Linked DNA regions of Sus scrofa: region 2 is linked to region 1. A link is a contact called in public HiChIP or PLAC-seq data. All regions are on one chromosome and are shown on one strand. Each heading gives the region's core, a stretch centred on a gene start, on an enhancer-like site or on the middle of the called end of the contact. The rest is flanking DNA. Distances are from core to core; before and after follow the strand shown. Region 1 overlaps LOC106504407 (a long non-coding RNA gene). Region 2 holds the start of UNC5CL (UNC5C-like protein).

Region 1 (3,672 bases), core at 160-2,659:
ATTACTGAAACATTTTTGATATTCAATCATCCGGCCAGAAAAGCAATGACTAAAAATCACAGCTATTAAAGCAGGTTAGGGGAGTTCCCATTGTGGCTCAGTGGGTTAAGACCCTATATAATAGTGTCCATGAGGATGCAGGTTCAATCCCTGGACTCAATCATTGGGTTTAGGATCTGGTGTTGCTGCAAGCTGTCGAGCAGGTTGCAACTGCAGCTCTGATTGGACTCCTAGCCCAGGAACTTCTATATGCTGTAGGTGTGGTTGTAAAAAGAAAAAAAGAAGAAAAAAAAAGTGCTTTGAAGAAAGAAATACCTGAGGTCTATTTGGTACTTTATTACTGTTCTTTGGGCCAGTCCCGGCTCACTCTTACTCTGTATGCCTAGATCATATCCCCAAGTGTCTGTCCTACTCCTGGAGGGGGAGGCAGTACCCTCTCTTGTGGCTCTGGGATGTGTCACCAGCAGCCATCAGAAACCTTTCCTTGAGGGAGGTTTTTCTGTTTCCTTGAAGGGATGTTTCTGGGCCACAGCCACAGGCAGCCTGTCACCCACCTGGCAGGGAGAGCGCATGAAAAAGGCAGCCTTATTCACTTTTTTTTTTTTTTTTTTCTTTTTGCCTCCTTATCAACTGGGACAGTTTGTTTTTCCCTCTGACTCCTGGATACAGAATTTCAGGACTGAAAAGGGGCCCCCCTGCTGTTTCCTTCAAGAGACAAAATACAAAGAGTGTAGCTACTGACAGAGCATCATTACATTTCAGTGCGAAGAATATTTATAATTGTGTTTTCCAATCAGACGTTTTCCCAGCCAGTTTATTTACCCTGTTTTTGATTTTGAGGCCCATTTCCTACTTTGTTTTGTTTTGTTTTACTGGCCTTAGCGGTGTCTTTTGTGAGCGGGTAATTTGCTCTCTGGTCTCTTAGCAACCAGGAACTTTTCCAGCTGAATCAGACCTTGGAGTTGCAAAGTTTATAATGAACCTGCTGAAGGACAGTATCTCTCCCAGAGCCAACAATTTTAAACCAATGTTTGAACAAGAAAATTAACCGGGGTTTCCGGATACCTACGCTCTTAAAGGCAACGTCAGACGAAACACGCGTCCCTGGGTCCTGGGCCCAGCTGGCCCAGTTTTTGTCCTCTGCTGTGGCACCAGCCACTTCCGCTTCTCTGCTCCTGGGCTGCTGTGAAGCAGAGGGAGCCTGCCCGGAGAGGGAAGGACCGTGCCCTCCCTGGAGGAGGTTGAGTTGGAGGTCCAGGAGTGGCGGGATCACGTGTCTCCATCAGTTTCACTCCCTGCAGGTTGATTTCGTGCCCACAGTGGGGTGAGGGCGCTGGCTGGGAAATGCAGGGAGAGCTCTCAGGCTAGTGAAAGACATCAATAAATCACTTCCTATCCAGAGCTTAGTCTGACGTGTGAGATCTAAACAAGGACGACTGGAGGACGGAGGAGAACTTGGCCAGGGGAGTGGGGTGAAAGCTTGTGCCAGTGACCGCCCTGGAGGCAGGATGGAGAGTGGGTGAGGAGGCGGGGCCACCTCCCTCCACCTTCAGCAAGGATGCGGGGTGTCACACCCTCCTGGCATAGCTCACTCGGGGGCAGGGAGCCCCAAGCTCAGTTATTAGCCAGTGTGAGTGTTGACTAATGCTTGGAGTTACCTACGGCTGTGTGAAAATAACACCCCAAAGCTTAAGGATCCAAAACACCGCTGTTTTATCGTGCTCTCAGATTCTGTGGGTCAGGAGGTACAAGAGGGCAGGGCATGGCTCTTCTTTGCTCCTTGGTGTCTGGGGCTTCAGGCGAGAACTTGAATGGTGGAGGTGTCTTCAACCGCTGGGGTCTGGACCACTTCGAATCCAGTTTCTTCACTCATAAGTCTGGCAGCTGGGCTGGGCTGGCTAATATCTGCGTGTGGCCTCTTTGGCAGGGAGCTCTCAGGATCGTTGGATTGGAGGCTCGAGGCTCAGGGTTCTAAGAGCAAGTAAAGTGTCTCCGAGCGGGAGGCAGAATTGCATGGTCTTTTGCGTCCTTGTCTCGGGAAGCTACGTGGCTTTGCTTCCATACCCCCTATGGCTACAGCATCAAGGAGCCACCCAGATGAAGAGCAGGAGACATAGACCCAACTTTCAACAGAAAGAGGTTCAAAATATTTGCAGTCATGCTGAACTCACCATACAAGGAGCCAGGGGTCCTGACTTCTTGTCTGACTCTGCCTCTCACTTGCTGTGTGACCTTGGGTTAGCTGCTTCTCCTCTCTGAGCTCTGGCTTCTTCATCTATTCAGTGAGGGGTCACCAGGTTTATTTCAAGTTCCTTCTCAGGAGCAGCAGCATGGCAAATGCTCTTTATTACCTATTGGTTCCAAGTAGGCTTATTATTTTTCTTTTTTTCTTTTTAGGGCCGCACCTGGGCATGTGGAAGTTCCCAGGCTAGGGGTTGAATGAGAGTTGCAACTGCTGGCCTACACCACAGCCATAGCAATGCGGGATCCGAGCTGCATCTGAGATCTATGCTGCAGCTTGCAGCAATGTCCCAGATCCTTAACCCACTGAGCGAGGCCAGGGATTGAACCTGCATCCTCACTGACGTGATGTGGTTCTTAACCTGCTGAGCCACAATGGGAGCTCCCCAAGTGAGCTGAATTTTAACTATAGGAATGGACCTCCAGTTGAATCATGTGCATAACTGGGTAGATATGCTTGTTAGAATTTTCATGCTATTGGAAACTTGAGGGAACCTGGCCTAGCACCCTCTCTAAACTGAGGTTTAGAGAGGCTGAAGTCCAGGAATAATATAATGATGGACATTAACTGAGAAATAGAACCTGGGCCCCTGACTCAGTCATCCTGGATGCTTTCTGCTTACCTTATTTTTTATTTTTATATTTTTTTTCTTTAAGGCTGCACCTGTAACATATGGAATTTCGTGGGCTAGGAGCTGAACTGGAGCTATGGTTGGAGCCTATGCCACAGTCACAGCAATGCCAGATCCGAACTCATCTGTGACCTACTCTGCAGCTTGTGGCAAGGTTGTATCCTTAACCCACTGAATGAGGCCAGGGATCAAACCCGAATCCTCATGGACACCATGTCAGGTTCTTAACCCGTTGAGCTACAATGGGAACTTCTATTTATTTATTTATTTTTGGCTGTGTCATGCAGTGCCTGGATGTGGGATCTCAGTTTCTGGACTGAACCTGGGCTGCAGTGGTGAAAGCTTGAATCCTAACCACTAGACCACCAGGGAACTCCCTCCATTTAACTTGTTATATTTGGAATCACGTGTGGAATTTCATCTAAACATCCCCTTCAGGAAGACATCTCATACCGAAACTGAAGGATATCTGTAAGTAACCATCCAGAAATTTTTCACTGTGTCCGACCTGAGAGGTTGTTAATTGGGCTTGACGGTTTGTCAGCCCGATCTGTGCTGGTTGCTTGGCCCCCCCACTGGAGGCCCAGGACTGGAGCAGGATAACAGGGGACTTGGGAGGCAGGTTGAGAAGAGGTGAGTTTGCTTCTGCTTTGGAATCTACTTTTTTTTCATAGCAGCCATATTCAGAAATGGTTCTTGTGCATATATAATAAGGTGATTGAGTTAAATAATAAATGACAAGCGAGGCCACGGGAGGTGGGGAAGCAAAGGCAAGGAGGAAGGAGTCTGGTTTCAGCTT
Region 2 (3,443 bases), core at 635-3,134, 45 kb before region 1:
GCTGAGCCACAATGGGAACTCCCTAGAAATGGTTCCTTTCAGCAGGGGTCCCCTGATCTGGAGAGGACCCTTGAGGGGCTGGTTGGGGCTTTGGCACTATGAGACCCGTACCTCCAGAGACAGTTGAACACCTGGCTGAGAGCCTACTGGTGCCTATGATCTCTGCATCCTAGGAACCAGCTTTGGGTCCACAGGAGTGGCAGGGACCCTCACATTTTCCTAGGACCCTCCTATAACTGGGGCTGTTCCCAAGTGAGGCAAGCACCAGCTTCAGAGACGGTCTCATGAGACGTAGTCACGTAGTGGGCATGGCTGTTCCTGGCCTGGAATCAAGCTTGACAGATGTTGCACAAACCCCCAGAAACTCATGACTCAGAGGAGAAGGCAGCATCCTGTGTGACTCAGACAGAATTTGCTCAGCAAAGACTAACACCTTCCCTCTTCGTCTCTATCACAGTTCTGAGCACCTGCTCCTTGCTGGTCCTTTAGGCATGAGGTCCCCTCTCCAGGTTGGCCGCTCTCCAACATTCCCTTGCCCCTTCCGTCCCCTTTGGGGACCTGGGCACCCTTTAGAGGGGTTTATCCCCTTCTCCCAGAAAGGCCGAAGAGGGCAGGGGTTTGCAGTCCAGGACAAGAGGCTGGAGAATCATTAGCTAAGACCAAAGCAGCAGCAATTAGTTACTTATTTTCTGCAAAGACAATCACTGTGGGGCTGGGGGAGTTTACATGCTTCCTCTGCTGCTGGATGCCAGACCATGGGGACAAGTTACCACTTACGGAGCAACCATGTCGTGGTACGCACTTGATTAGCTCAATAATGGCCATCATTATGCCTCACGAGGTAAATATTATTATGTGCATTTGATAGGCAGGGGAAGGGAGACTCAGAGGGGTTGAGCAATGGGCCTCCGATGGCACAGCCCGCAGGTGGGTCACCAGGTTCAGGGCTGGCAGTCTGGCTCCAAAGTACTTCCTCTTTCCTCTCATCTGGCTCACTCATTCATCCAAGTCTTTATTTATTTAAAAAAAAATTTTTTTTGTTCTTTTTATGGCCGTGCCTGCAACATATGGAGGTTCTCAGGCTAGGGGTCCAATTAGGCTGTAGCCGCCGGCCTACGCCACAGCCACAGCAACGCAAGATCCAAGCCACATCTGCGACCTACACCACAGCTCATGGCAATGCTGGATCCTTAACCCACTGAGCATGGCCAGGGATCGAACCCAAAACCGCATGGTTACTAGTCTGATTTGTTTCCACTGCACCACAACAGCAGTTCCCTGCAGTGAGATCCTTACCTCATGGTGCTATAGTGGGAACTCCCTCATTCAAACTTTTATTGAACACCTGCTATGGATTGGGCTATACCAGGAGCTGAGGATACAGAGCAAACAGCTGGAAAAAAAATCCCTCTGTACACAGAGATCTCACTCCAGTGGCAGTGTCTAAGGAAGGATAGGCTGGCAAGCGTTCTCCCCTAGGTGGCAGCATCCATGTGGGCCATGGAAAGAGCCTTGGGTAGGGAGCTGATATGGGTACGTCCCAAGGCTGCCAGCAACTTGTGGGTCATTAACTCCCTGAGTGCTTCCACCATCATACTGTGCAGGAAGGGGTGGGACTAGGCATGGTCTAAGCTCCCTGGACAGGCTGCAGTGGCATCACTGGCTTCTAAGATGTAGAACATCAGGCCCCACCCAGACCTACAGGATCAGAACCCGCATTCTAACACGGTCCCTGGTCCTTCTGGTGGTTTGTGTACACATTACAGTCTGAGCAGCTCTGGTTAGGGTTCCTCTTACCTTGTGCCTTTTCAATAGCCTCCGGCTAGGGACGGCACTGACCAGCAGAGGGCACTGTGGGGAGGTTTCCCCTGTACCCAGGTTGTCCCCTCTGTCCCCTCCCTTCCAGACCTAGACTGCTAAGTCCACTGACTTATGGGATCCCCAGCTACTCCCTTACCTTAGCTGGACTTTGCCAACAGACAGGGACAGAGTCCCCCACCCTCCTTTAGGGCGTCCGGGGCCAGGGCTCTGCCGGGAAGCAGAAAGCGCCAGGCCACACCCGCCTGGATTCCCCGCCCACCTCCACTTGTCTGCTGGCCTGGTGACGGGGTCAGGCTGACCTCTCTATTTCTCAGAGAAGGAACTCCTGTTCCTGGACAAGCCGGCAGCCTCTGGGAGCACTTACCCGGTAAGGGGAGCACCCCCTGGTGCAGCTGGGGAGGGTTGGGTATTCCGACGACGGGGCCACCTGGGGCTCAGGGGAGGAGCCTGGCCCGCTCAGCCAGACCTGGCAGAGTGTGGAGACCCTGCACTGGAGGAGGCGAGGAGAAAGGGGCTTGAGGGAGGGCCACTGCCCAGGGCATGTGAGGACCAGGGGTCAGCGCTACGAGAATATAAACTGGGCTGATGAATGCTGCCTAGGACTTAGGTTTGGACTCATTCATCGCAGTACAATTTAGATCCTTCACTAACTAGAGACGGTTCAGGGATTGAGTTGACGCAATAGGAACTGGTGACATGGGAGAAGAGTTGAGTGTTTCCTTAAAGGATAAGAGCAGGGCTTTGGCCCAGGAGCCTAGATCCTTGTGGTGGAGGAGGCGATTCCCCAGGGACAGGTGATGGTGGCATCCTTAAGGCCCCCCATCTGCGGAGAGTGCTACCCAGGATGATCCTGGGGCTGGGACAAGGCAAACTGGAGGCGGGGTTAATAAAGAGTCAGGCGTGGGGCTGGGGTGACGGGGCTCCGGTCTGCACTGACCTGGTTGCTGTGCTGTAGATGATCGACCCTTCCCCCTCCTGGGGCTAAGGGGAGGATAGAGAGCTGTCAGTCTTGGAGAAGGGGGGCCGAGCTAGAGGGGGAGGAGTTAACCTGCTGCAGAACCCATAATGAATGGGGCGCTGTGAGACACCCTCCCGATTGGAAGGGTGGGCAAGGGAACTCCGCTGGGCCACCCAATGGGGTGCAGGGGATTTGATTCTGGTCTTTGGAGGTGTCAGGGGAAGGTTGTTGCTATAGAAACAGCGAGCCCCCCATTTCTTTCCCCATATCTGGCACCTTGGTGGGCACAGGGTGGGGGGGTACCACTTGCTGTGGCACCAAGGATGTGCCTTCAGCTCCTTCTATTTATTGTTTCTTCAATTTATCTTTGTGTCTCTCTCTTCCAACTTCATTTCCTCTCGCAGTGGACAGGAAGAGACCCCCCCGGGGGGAACAGAAGGGGCAGAGAAAGAGAAAGGGGGTGTTTCTGGAAGCTCTTGTCGTCTCTGCTCATCCTTCCCTTCTGCCTTCAGTTGCAGCTTAATCTTCTACCCTCTGTCCCCACTGGGAGGGGAGAGAAAACTTGGCTTCCTTATCTGTGAAATGGAGATAAAAATAACAGCTAGTTCATAAAGTCGCTGTGAGGCTCCAATGAGCTCGGCCACGTAGAGCGCTTTAACACCCT

Evidence for each region. HiChIP or PLAC-seq counts read pairs in DNA pulled down with a chosen protein or histone mark.
Region 2: a contact with region 1 is called in an H3K27ac HiChIP or PLAC-seq map of skeletal muscle. The contact joins the promoter of UNC5CL here to the enhancer-like site in region 1. A contact is called at or near these places in 5 of 47 Hi-C or Micro-C datasets (brain, embryonic fibroblasts, epiblast stem cells and 2 more) and 1 of 2 datasets of contacts at active chromatin or transcription factors (skeletal muscle).

Annotation. Positions count from the first base shown.
Region 1 is chr7:36,300,353-36,304,024 of Sscrofa11.1, reverse strand. LOC106504407 (a long non-coding RNA gene) reads left to right here. Exons shown (of 3, transcript XR_001297853.2): 2 at 3,161-3,344. Among named protein-coding and RNA genes, the nearest start is that of TSPO2, 45 kb to the left of the region's middle. Within about 2 kb of position 1,409, at least 18 of the 83 cell types and tissues checked have an H3K27ac peak or open chromatin away from gene starts, as enhancers often do. A contact at or near this core is called in skeletal muscle, where this site is marked.
Region 2 is chr7:36,345,850-36,349,292 of Sscrofa11.1, reverse strand. It overlaps UNC5CL (UNC5C-like protein), which reads left to right and starts at 1,884. Exons shown (of 9, transcript XM_013977897.2): 1 at 1,884-2,188. TSPO2 (translocator protein 2) reads right to left here and starts at 2,266. Exons shown (of 4, transcript XM_021098667.1): 1 at 2,186-2,266.